2 separate regions of the Anser cygnoides genome follow, and region 1 is linked to region 2. A link is a contact called in public Hi-C data. All regions are on one chromosome and are shown on one strand. The core of a region is the stretch at or near the end of the contact, and the rest is flanking DNA. Distances in the headings are between cores, read along the strand shown.

Region 1 (3,000 bases), core at 263-2,762, 83 kb after region 2:
GGAGATCTCATATTAGAATGTTACTGTTTTGAATTTCATTAATGGGGATTGCGCTTTTCATGGCTACCTCTACATAGTGTCAGGGTTGATAAATTTATTTTGTCTGCTTCTCCATGGCTATTTCCATTGCTGCAGAGCAAGCAGTTGCAGTATGCTATACTCTCCTCTAGCAGCACAGCTATGGATGTACAGAGCTAAGGATGCACAGAGAATAACGAGGCCAAGAGAGGTTTCCCTTAGTTTTCTGTGGTCAGTTTGAGCATGGTGCCAAAGTCTCCTTGCTCAAGTGACAACAGCTAAGCAAGTAGCTACTGTTGCATTCAATAATAAGGAGTCTTCTAAGAGCTGTGTGGCAAATAACTCCCTCCATGTAGAAGGAGTTGCAATATTTAGCTGCAGAGGGAATCTTAAATGCCACGGGGATTCTTTTCTTCAAGTGTCCTTGTGCTGCGATTTTTAAACAACCCTATCTCAATCTGTTTGCTGATCATAGAGTGTGACCTGACCTGAAAAAGAGTACTTTCTTCCTTCTTCTTGTTCGGAAGGGAAGAGGAGAGGGATGTATCTAAAGATCTGTAGCCACTGTTCGGCAGTGAAAATAGTCAATCTGATTTATTTGCTTGGGCAATGTAATTTTGCTGCTTGGAACCTCAGAGCAGGTCCAGTGATGTAGGTGTGAAGTTTTGATGTTTCTACTACCAAGTTGATGGTAAGTGCTTTTCTATGGCTGTGGTGTTACTTTGCGTAGTTTTGCTACTTAACTTGGTTGGCCTCAAATAAGTGGCAGCACTTTAGCAGGCAGTGACATTTTGAGCAGAAGAATCTTGGCCTCTTGGGCTGTTGGCTTGTAGAGAGTTTTTCCTTGAGGAATATTGACAAGTGTCCAGCAGTGGTATTCAAGGAAAATAGATGAATTATTTGTAAGAAACATCTAAGAAGGTAAGATGAAAAGAATGAATTTCTGAATAAAAAAGTTGTTATGAATCCAACTTTGTTATCTTGTTTCTTCAAGTTAATTATTTCTAAGCACTATGTTGCAATTAGGGACTCCTGTAATAAATTCAGTGAAAAATCGAAATGCTTCTTGTGAAGGCTTGTGTCATCAAACAAGTAGTGGTGATTGCTTTTGTGGGTCACAGATGTAATCTAGGGATAATTTAAAGTTGGCTTAATGCCACCAGTAGTAGCCTACCCATGTTAGTACTTCCACTACACGCTGAGGGCATCGATCGGTTGTGGTATTTTTAGTTGTAGATTACTGTCCATCAGTTACGCAGGTTTTTGTTATAAAGACCAGGAGAAGATTGACCAGGATTTGATTTTGCTTGCTTTTCACTGAGAAAAGTAAAAACAGAACATTTCTAATCCTTTAATGTTTCTTGCTGACTGCATGTACTAGTGACCTAACAGAAATATACAGTAAAAATGACTGCTGTGGTGAACAAAATTTAGGAAATGGTGCTATGCTTGGCCTTGATATATCTGTAAGAGTTAATATTTTTTAGGGATTTCATCTCTTTACAGGCTTGTAAGTATGATCTAGAAGTTAGGGCTACACCTAAGAAATAATGGTTTTATTTTCTTAGAAAAGATCTTAGATCTTAGAAAAGATCTTAGATCTTAGGCTGGACTTCAGGAAGAGGTTCTTCACCGAGAGGGTGGTCGCACACTGGAACAGGCTCCCCAGTGAAGTAGTCACTGCACCAAGCCTGTCTGAATTTAAGAAGCGATTGGGCTGTGCACTTAGTCACATGGTCTAAACTTTTGGGTAGACCTGTGCAGTGCCAGGAGTTGGACTCGATGATCCTTATGGGTCCCTTCCAACTCGGGATATTCTATGATTCTGTGATCTGCCAGAGTTCCTCTGTAACTTCCATTAAATTGTTCTGTTGGCCAAATTGCCACACATGAATTTTTCAGTTATTAATGTGTATTGATTTTTTTTTCAGATGCACAGAGTTTTTCTGATTAATTGCAGTGGCATATCAAAAATTACTCAAAACTTCCAGGTATTTCAGCTATCTCTTTCTCAGGCTACCTATTGACAAAACCTGGGTTATACCTGCCTGGGTTATGCTGAGATCTGTTGTGATCATGCGTGGGGGTGGTGATAATTAAAATCTGGAAAACAGAGCATTTTAATATAGTGTTCCAGTGTTTTCATGCTCTACTGCTGAAAGGCTCAGAAAAGAACAATTTGTTCAAGTGTAGAGATGGGGTTAGGGAAACATTAAGTCATCCTTGTGCATTCCCTGACAATTCCCAGGGCTGCACCAGCCCTAGGCAGTTTTGGTGGGTGCTTCAGGTGCTGCTCCATCAATCCCTGTCTAAGGAAAAAGGCCGAGGCACTGAATGACTTGTCTGAAATTTCATGAATGTGAGCTGTGGTTGTCTTGCTTATGCTATGCCAGAACCTGGGAGAGACCATTCTTATGCTTCTTCCTACAGTTCATATGCCAAGAAAATCCTTTCCTGGCTAGGTGTGGGTCTTTTCGTGTATCTTTTCACAACCCCAGAATTTTTGCTTGGCATATAGAACTGTTGTTCTTAATCTTCTGTAAAACTGAATTTAATATATATATATATATATATATATCCTTGGCTTTAGTTAGAATTGGCATTGTTGTACCCTGTTAATAACAGGTTAGGAAGGCCTTTTATTTTCCTTAGAGCATTTTCAGATTGGTTTAAAAAAAAAAAAAAGCAAAATTATTGCTATTGTTACTGTTACTAAATATCATAAGAAAATTAGTCAGGTCTTGGAACAGAAAAAACACTGGAAGACATCTCTTCTTTTTTTTTTTCTTTTAATGCTTTTTCCAACATGGTGGAATTCCATCTTTTCCAACTTTCAAAATCTAAAAACAGATCCAAAGTTGTGCAACTATTTCAGATCTGTATAAATTCAGTACGATCTTCAATCAGCTATAAAGGTACATCAATGAAACCTGCATGTAACGAGCTTAAGTGTTCAACGGCTATGGCTTACTTTGTGGAAGT
Region 2 (2,935 bases), core at 206-2,705:
TAAACTACACAGCTGGAGCCTTGGAAAGCCTAACTCCCAATAAAATTGGCATGCTAACAATAGAACTGTCTTAATTCCTCTCAAAGCTGGACGCATCGATCTGTCTTAGTTTGACATGTTACTTGGGTCTGATAGACCTGAGCCTCACATGACAAACCAGCTGAAATCACCAGGTAAAAGCTGCTGCTTTTCCTGTTGTTGGCTTTGCAGAATTAAAGCTGTAACACAAATAATTAAGTTTAAAGGCCCTTCTGCAATGAGTTGTGGATAACGGAAACCAGCGTTGTTTTATTAAAGTGTGTGGGAGAGAATGTGGGCTTTCTGGCAGTATGTGGCTGGCTAAAAGATGCTCTGTGTACGTATGGAGATAAAATATTTTTTTCTATTCCCTGCAAGTTTCTGAACTCTGCCAGGGGCTTGCAATTCAGTGTCCTAGTGTTCCTGGAACCGGTACTGAGTTGGTTTGTTTCTCACTTTTCAGTGGAACTCCGAACTGGAGGCTGTCTACACCTATGTCAGACCTGTATTCCACTGTATTCCTTTTCATAGCTGAACTTGCCTTTTTTTTTTTTTTTTTTAAGTTTTCTCTAAAGTGCATATTCTAAATTTCTCTAAATTGAGTATTCTTCGGAGAGGTTTTATGGTATAGGTTTTATAATCTCTATAGAGGTTTTATAACTAGATTTTTGTAAAGGATAAGAATTAAAGCCAAGCTGCTGGAGCATATGAATCAGTTCCGATGTCCCATCTTGCTGCAGCAGGTAAAATGGTAAGTTAAAATGAAGTTTTCCTAGCTGTGAAAAAATAAGATTTATCAATCAAGAAGAAATCTGTAAACACTTAAGGTTCTTATCAGTGAAACTCGGTTATTTTTTTCTCCCAAACAGCTCTCCATTATCATAGTTTAAAAAAACGTGCACGTCCATGCCCAAGGAGTCCCTTGCTTCTTTTCCCTTGGGACTTCCTCAGCCCCAAAAGCCTTTTCTCCCGCTGAACCCTCTTGGGTGGGGCAGGGGAAGGCGCTCGCGTTCCTGACGCTCTTCTCTCCGTACCCCGGTCACCCCCCTGAGGCCGGTACAGCTCCCTTTGCTCAGCCTTTCACTAATACCGGGAGCTGTTACCTACGCTGTGCAGCAGTTCAGCCCTTAACCTGCTCCCGCCGCCCCCCCCACGCGCCGCTGAGGGTCTGCGCTCCCCTCGTGCGGCTCCTGCAAAGCCCCGGGGCGAGCACAGCTCCGAGAAGCAGCCGCTCTTTATCTGTTTATCTCCCTCCCTCCCTTCCTTCCTTCCTTCCTTCCTCCCCAGCCCGCCGAGGGGCCCTCCACGGCTGTGAGGGGCACCTGTGGCGGCGGGGGGCTGCCCGGGGGACCCCTTCCCTTCCCTTCCCTGCCTTCCCCGCCCTGCCCTGCCCTGCCCTGCCCCGCCGGGCCCGGCCCCGCGGCCTGCCCCGTCCCTCCCTCGCTCCCTCCCGGCGGCTCTGGCGCAGTCTCGCGACACTTCCCGCAGCGCCCAGCCGAGCCGAGCCGTGCCGAGCCGAGCCGCTCCGGTAGCGGCGGCAGCGGCAGCACCGCCACAGGCGGCAGCAGCGGGCAGAGCCCCCCCGGCCAAGCCGCCCACCCCCGCGGCTCCCCGGCAGGCGCCCGGGCTCGGCCGCGCTCTGTCCCCGCCTCGCTCCGCCCGGCAGCGGGGGAACCCACCCAGGTGGCTGACGGCTGAGCCCCTTCCCTCGCCTCGTTTTATTTTTATTTATTTTTATTTTTTTATTATTATTATTATTTTTTTGCCTCCTCTCCCTCCCCGCGAACACGCATGCCGAGGGCGGCGGGACGCGGCACGCAGCCCGGCTGCGGCGGGCGCTGAGCTGCGGGAGGAGGGAGCGGCGGGCGAGCAGGGAGGGGGCCGCGCTGTCAGCAGCAGCAGCACCGCCACCGCCACCAGCACCGCCAGCAGCCGCTTCTTCCCCCTTCCGCCGCCGCCCCAAACTTTCGGCCTGCCTCCGGCGCTGCCCGGCTCCACATCAATGGGTGAGTCTGGGCCGGGGGCAGGAGCCGGCAGGGTGAGGCTGCCCCCGCCCGCCTCGTGGCTCCCAACTTCTCCCCCCCCCCCCCCCCCCCGGCTGGCCGCTCGCCTGCGGGGGAGACCCCGACCCGTGCTGGGCAGCCCCTGGGCTGGGGCCGTTGTGGGGTCGGTTGCGGGGCCGTTGGGGCCGTTGTGGGGTCGGTGGTTGGGCGGGGGGCGGTGGGTCGCGGCAGGCGCTGCCCGTGAGGTGGCTCCCGCGGGCCGCGTGAGGCGGCTCCGGCCGGGGCGGGCAGCGGCCGCTACCTGGGCGGCGAGGGAGGGAGAGGAGGCAGCGGGGGGCCGGGGGCCGAAGGGCCGCGTTGTGCCCGGCTGAGGGGCCGGGGTGAGGCGAGGTGGCGGTGCCGGGCGCGGGCTGGTACCCCCGGGCTGGTGCAGGCTGAGGGCAGCGTCGCTGAAGGGGCTGGATATAACGCGCCGTGCGGGCAGACATCTTACAGCGCGTTACCTGCTGCCACACCGGGAGGAGAGGGGGGAGATCACCCTCTCTTTGTTCCTGGGGAGCTCAGCCCGCCAGGTGCCCCCCCAGCGATGCGGAGCTGCCGCACCTGCACGCCGCAGGATGAAGCGCTGCCTCTTCGCCACGGACTTCCACCGAGCGCTCCGGTCCAGGCTGAAAGGCATCCAGGCATACGCAACTCGCTCAGCTCCATCCGTCCGAGCCGCCTCCGAGGCTGCTGACCGCAGGCCAGCACCCCCAGACTGCCACGTTTAATCGGGTGTGCGTAGAGGACTCTGTTAGGGCTGGGGTGCTTGCGAGGTAACGCTGCTCCAAGCTCTGACAGGGCTTTAGGCGCAGCGAGGTGGCTGGTTACAGCTGAGGGATGGAGCGAAATCTCTCGTCAGTATGGTGTGTCGC

Evidence for each region. Hi-C and Micro-C count contacts between places; a contact is called where the count stands out from the background.
Region 1: a contact with region 2 is called in a Hi-C map of liver, with 1.8 times the contacts expected there. The contact joins the enhancer-like site here to the promoter of SH3KBP1 in region 2. A contact is called at or near these places in 3 of 7 Hi-C or Micro-C datasets (all in liver).

What each region holds. Positions count from the first base shown.
Region 1 is chr1:128,688,374-128,691,373 of Taihu_goose_T2T_genome, forward strand. All of the region lies in intron 3 of SH3KBP1 (SH3 domain containing kinase binding protein 1), which reads left to right. Among named protein-coding and RNA genes, the nearest start is that of SH3KBP1, 83 kb to the left of the region's middle. Within about 2 kb of position 1,513, at least 1 of the 3 cell types and tissues checked has open chromatin away from gene starts, as enhancers often do. A contact at or near this core is called in liver, where this site is marked.
Region 2 is chr1:128,605,687-128,608,621 of Taihu_goose_T2T_genome, forward strand. It overlaps SH3KBP1 (SH3 domain containing kinase binding protein 1), which reads left to right and starts at 1,456. Exons shown (of 19, transcript XM_066981109.1): 1 at 1,456-2,024. The coding sequence starts at 2,021.